Linked DNA regions of Mus musculus: region 1 is linked to region 2. The links are chromatin contacts, called in public promoter capture Hi-C maps. All regions are on one chromosome and are shown on one strand. The core of a region is the stretch at or near the end of the contact, and the rest is flanking DNA. Distances in the headings are between cores, read along the strand shown. Region 1 has its middle 5.7 kb from the start of Hsh2d. Region 2 overlaps Cyp4f18 (cytochrome P450, family 4, subfamily f, polypeptide 18).

Region 1 (2,891 bases), core at 59-2,558, 200 kb after region 2:
GGTTCTTAAACACTTCAACCTCCCTTCTAGCCACCACCTACCAGAGGTTGTAGAAGTGAAAAGTTAATAGGAAATGGGGGTTGTGGGCCTGTTTAGAAATAGTTCTTTGGGGCTGTTTCAATCGTTCTTGCCAGCAGTCGCTCGGCAGTCAGCACTCACACAGGAATCAGCACCAGGAGTACTATCAAGAAGAAACTGAGGCTCTGCCAATCAGTCCAGAGTCTGTGGAAACCACCGGAATATCACGAGAAGTTCTTTGACAAGTTACTCTCTATGGAGTTAGGAAACACAAAGATCAGCAAACCCATACAAGAGCGTTGTCAGTGAAGACTAGCCAGGCAGAGCAAGCAAACCCACGCTAGAGCCTTGCTCCACTCTCCGTGGGGTCATTTTTATATTCTGTCTAAACAAAATATCCTTTAACCCGTGTCTGCTTCAGCAAAACATCATCTGATATAATAGTTTCCAAAGAAACCAGAAATTTCTACTTTAGCCTTTGAGCAGAGAGATGTTTGGGTTTGTTTGTTTTTCGATATAATAGAGTAATAATGAAAATATCTAAGATAAAAAGGGCACCAAGGAGCAGGTCATGAGACCTATTTAGGCTGTTCCCAGTACTGGGGAAGTTAGGACAGAAAAAGACTAGTGTGAGCTCTATATGGATTTGGAAGAGGCTTTTTAAATTTATTTTTATGTGTTCTCCCTACATATGTGACTGTGTACCACATTCATGCCTGTTGCCCCTGGAGATCAGGAGATATTTTGGGTTCCTTAGAGCCACTTACAAGTGAGCCACCATGTGGGGGCCCTACCAAATCCTAGTACTCTGCAAGAGCAATCAGTGTTCCTAACCACCAGCTGTCTCAAGCCCTTGGACTTTTTTTTTCTTTTTTTTTTTCTTTTCTTTTTTTTTGGTTTTTCGAGACAGGGTTTCTCTATATAGCCCTGGCTGTCCTGGAACTCACTCTGTAGACCAGGCTGGCCTCGAACTCAGAAATTCGCCTGCCTCTGCTTCCCAAGTGCTGGGATTAAAAGTGTGTGCCACCACGCCCAGCAGACATGTTTTTAACAATCACAGATTTTTAAAATATCCTCCCCAACATCAAGATTACAATATGTTTTATCGCCTAGTCTTCATGCACAGGCCACTACTTCCCATTGTCCCCCTTGGTGAGTTGCCACTGGCAGCCTGTCATCTGTCTGTAGATTTGCCTGCCAAGCTGTGTGCCAGTGTGGTTACACAAACCCTTCTGCTCCTGGCTGATGTTGCTGAGCAACAGCTTCTGATGGATGGTTTTGTTGAGACAGGGCCTCATTATGTAGCCCCAGCCACCCTGTACTCGATATGTAGAGCACTCTGGCCTTGAACTCACTGAGATCTACCTACTTCTGCTTCCCACATGCTGACATTAAAGGTGAGTGCTATCATACCCTGCAGTAGCAAGTTTTTACCTTATACAAGTTGTAGCCTGGGACAGAACTTCCTTTTTTTTTTTTTTTTTTTTTTTTTGGTTGAGTAATATACCAGTGTGTGGTATCATGTTTTGCATATCCTTCCAGGGTTCTTGGGCTCACAGTTCAAGCCCAGTGTGGCAATGTTGAGGTAGTAGAACTTCTCTATTTTTTGAACTTAAAAAAAAGGGGGGGGGGACTGTTCTCTGTGTGTGTGTGTGTGTGATTCCTGGGGATCAAACTCAACTCAGGTCATCATGCTTGGCAGTGAGTGCCTTTATCCCTTGAGCCATGATGCTGCTCACACACATGCTCACCTTTTGAGATAGGGTACAGCGTAGACTGGCCCAAATATAGCTTCCCTCCTGCCTCAGCCTCTCAAAGTTCACAGACAAGAGGTACCCCATTATTCCTTCTACTTCAACTTTGGCATCTAATGTTGTACCTGCACAGAACTGGTGCCAGTCAGTGTTTGAGAAATGAACAAAAGGATGAACAAAAGAAAGAAGAGAAGCAGGGTCATATGCAGAAAGAAGGATAAAATGGGGCCCCACTCCTGGAGTCTGGGCCAAGCTGATGCAGCTCCGCTGTAGCTACCTACCCTAAAGGCTGTCCACTGAAGCTCACCCTATGATGTCAACAGAAGAAGCTGATGTGGAGAGAGAGGGATCTCAGAGTGTCGCCCCCCCCACCCCAGACTCCTGCCACTCTGTTATCTTCCATCAGGTATCCCTGTCTCCCCTGCCTTGGTGGCCACCACTATTCCCTTCCTTCTGAAAGGACTCTGGCCAGCTCCAACACGGGGAGCATGGTTCTGGCAGCCCTTGCCCTTCGTCCAGATACCTTTGTCTTGCTAAAAATCCCTTTAGATTACGTTCATAAAGCTAGCCCCTGAGATCTATTCCCTTATTTGGCTACTTCCTCCTGAGACTGACTACCAAGTTCAAAGTATGAAGTCCAGCAATAAAAAGCCCACTTTGGCTCACCTAACTAACATGCTGTCTTAGTCAGGGTTTCTATTCCTGCACAAACATCATGACCAAAAAGCAGTTGGGGAGGAAAGGGTTTATTCAGCTTACACTTCCATACTGCTGTTCATCACCAAGGAGTCAGGACTGGAACTCAAGCAGGTCAGGAAGCAGGAGCTGATGCAGAGGCCATGGAGGGATGTTCCTTACTGGCTTGCTTCCCCTAGCTTGCCTCAGCCTGCTCTCTTATAGAACCAAGACTATCAGTCCAGAGATGGTCCCACCCACAAGGGGCCTTTCCCACTTGATCCCTAATTGAGAAAATGCCTTACAGCTGGATCTCATGGAGGCGTTTCCTCAACTGAAGCTCCTTTCTCTGTGATAACTCCAGCTGTGTTAAGTTGACACACAAAACCAGCCAGTACAATTGACCCCTTGTCAACTTGACACACAAACACATAACTATTAAGC
Region 2 (2,858 bases), core at 113-2,612:
AGCTGAAACACCTAGCCTTGTGGGACTGAGCAACAACTAGACTTCCCATTCACAGCTGCCCATTGTTAGGTTAGTTGGACTGTTGTGCCAGGGAAGGGTTGAACTCCCAAAACACAGACATAAGCCGATCACAGCAGGGTCTTTATTCTATTCGAGCTAGCTCAGGCCCCTCCAATGCACCATTGTCACTCAGGAAGGTTTTGGTGGTGGAGGAGCCTTGAATATCTATCGGGGCAAGGCTTAATAGTAAGCAGCAAGGGGGTGGAGTGTGCAAGCATCTAATTGGAAAGCTGCTGTAGCCTTTAACACAATTGGCTGGTGTTGGGAACTATATTATAAACCTAATTTCTGCTTCCCTCTGCATTGGTGATCATTGAGCAGGGAGTGGGCTTGTAACCTGGGGTTGTAGGTTTGTTGGGAGAATAACCTGGAGACGCTGGTCTTGTGGGGATCAGCCTAGAGACTGGAGCTAGGCTCGGGTTTTGTTGGTGGCAGCTTGGAAACTAATGCTAGGTACCAGCCTGTCAGTTGACCTGAGTTGAAACTTAGGTCAGGTTCTCTAAAATGGAGTCTAAACTTAAAAGATTTGGCCTCTCAGGACTACAGACTGTAAGTCATTCCAATAAATCCTCTTAATATATAGAGACATCCCATTGTTTTGTGGCTTTAGAGAATCCTGACTAATTCGCATGCCCAGTTGCTGTAATGCTACATCCTCAAAAGGTAAGGGACTGTGGCGATTTGAATGAGGATGACCCCTAAGCTCATGTCCTTGCTCTCACATTTGGTGGAAATGTTTGGGAAGGGTTAGTAGTCTAGCTATGGTGGCCATTCTTGGTTTTCATTTGACTACATCTGTAATTAACTAAAACCCAAGCTGTTTGGCACATCTCTAAGGCAATTTTCTTGATTAGAACATTTGAGGTGGGAAGAGCCACCTCTAATCTGAGCCACGCTTTCTTGTCTTTTTTTTTTTTTTTTTTTTTTTTAATTCAACCCAGAACCCAAACCTAGTAATGGCGCCACCTACAGTAAGGATTAGGACTGATCATTCCACTTCAGTTGATTTATCCAGATTATCGCTCACAGGTGTACCTTGCCTCCTGAATGACAATATTAATTTTCATGTCCCTTAAATCCCTCTACCACTCAAACACCTTTCATGGCTCCCTGTGGCTCACATGAGGCATGTAACCTGGATGTTTGGTGAGGCTCAGACAAGGTGACAAGAAAATTTTATTCCTGGAAAGGCACAGGTGGGTGGATGGATAGGAGAGTCCCACGCCAGCTCAGAGATCACTGCGCGCCTGCGCTGAGCGGCTCCACTTTCAGCCACAGCCCGCCTTCTGCGCGCAGGATCAGCTCCGGCTTCCTGCGGGGCTCCTTGTCATCCGGCAGAACGCGGAAGCGCAGCAGAGTCAGCGCCAGAGCTACTTTCATCTCGCTCATGGCGAAAGTCTGTCCTATGCAGTTCCTGCAGGAGGGCGGGGTGGGAACTCTGACTGTGCCCAAGACCCTACCCAGGACCAACACAGCACTAGAACCTGGCCCGAGTCTGAGGTTTCTGGGACCACGCAAGGACGTAGACATCCTCAGAGCCAAGCCTTGATCAATAGCCGAAAAGGCCAGGGCGGGATTCTGAGCACAGAGGACTCTTCACCTTCCCCTCCCTGGTTCCCAAACCTTTGCACAATTCTGTGCAGGGAGGTAGGGAGGAAACGCTAACCTCCAAAAAACCCCAACTCCCCCGTCCTCACAGTCAGCCCGAGGCCCCTGCCCCTCAGTCCTAGCCTCACCTGGGCCCAGCCGAGAAGGGAATAAAAGCCAGGGGTGACCTGCCCTTGACGTTGTCGGCATCAAAGCGGAAGGGGTCATAGACCTGCAGGGGACATGGAATCATGGCGGGTGAGAACCAATTGCCAGCGTAGCCAAGAGCAGAGTCCTCAGTGTGCATGGAAGGTCAGAGTTGATTTATCTACCTCCTGGGATGCAATGAGGAGTAGTCGTAAACCCTGGATTCCATCCCAGCACCAGCATAAAACTGATGGCTGCAAACCTGTCAGCAGCAGGAGGCAGGAGGATCAAGGGTTCTGGGTCAACTCCTGTGTAAGGACTTCCAGGCTAGCCTGGGATACCTGACACCCTGCTTCATAAAACCCATGACTGGGGCTGGGGAGGTAGCTAAGTTGAAAGAGCAATTACCTAGCAGGCACAAAGCCCTGGATCCCATCCCAGGCACCACATAAACCAGGCGTGGTTCTGCACACCTCTCATCCCAACACTGAGGGGGTGGAAGCAGGAGGATCAGAAGTTTATGGTTATCCTTGGCTACAGGTTAAGTTGAAGCCAGCCTGAGCTACATGAGACCTTAGCCAACAAACAAACAAAAAGACCGTCCTCTTGAGAATCCCAGCCTATAACAAAGAATTAAGAGGGACAGCACCTCCGGGTCTGGCCACACAGCTGGATTGTGATGTGTCCCGAAAATACTTATTCGGCTTATGACACCTGTGGGGGAAATGAAGCAATGAAGAACTGCTGCAACCTGGATCCACTGTCTGCCCAGAACCTTCCCTCCTCCCTGATGTTTCGGGCACCTTTAGGGATGACCCGACCATCTGGGAGCACAATGTCCTGAGTGCAGCATCGGGAGATTGCAGTGACGGGAGGATGCAGCCGTAGGCTCTCCTTAATGCACATGGTGAGGAATGGCAGCTGGGCCAGGTCGTCCCTGAGGGGGGGGGGAATAGTTAACCAGATCAAAAATGAGAGAACTTCAACTCCTCTGTGACCCAGTGAAACCTCCCTGTTTTAAGTGCTAAGATGGATGAAGTACATGAGAATTGGAAAAACACAGG

The links. Capture Hi-C pulls out chosen DNA fragments and counts their contacts.
Region 1: a contact with region 2 is called in a promoter capture Hi-C map of adipose tissue. The contact joins two enhancer-like sites. A contact is called at or near these places in 2 of 484 Hi-C or Micro-C datasets (embryonic stem cells and nephron progenitors) and 4 of 9 other capture datasets (adipose tissue, embryonic stem cells, liver and 1 more).

Annotation. Positions count from the first base shown.
Region 1 is chr8:72,182,478-72,185,368 of GRCm38.p6, forward strand. No RefSeq gene overlaps it. Among named protein-coding and RNA genes, the nearest start is that of Hsh2d, 5.7 kb to the right of the region's middle. Within about 2 kb of position 1,309, at least 59 of the 459 cell types and tissues checked have an H3K27ac peak or open chromatin away from gene starts, as enhancers often do. A contact at or near this core is called in adipose tissue and pancreatic islet, where this site is marked.
Region 2 is chr8:71,987,264-71,990,121 of GRCm38.p6, forward strand. Cyp4f18 (cytochrome P450, family 4, subfamily f, polypeptide 18) reads right to left here. Exons shown (of 13, transcript NM_024444.2): 10 at 2,598-2,731; 11 at 2,444-2,508; 12 at 1,797-1,879; 13 at 1,219-1,474. The coding sequence ends at 1,297. Among named protein-coding and RNA genes, the nearest start is that of Gm51535, 16 kb to the right of the region's middle. Within about 2 kb of position 1,363, at least 152 of the 459 cell types and tissues checked have an H3K27ac peak or open chromatin away from gene starts, as enhancers often do. A contact at or near this core is called in adipose tissue and pancreatic islet, where this site is marked.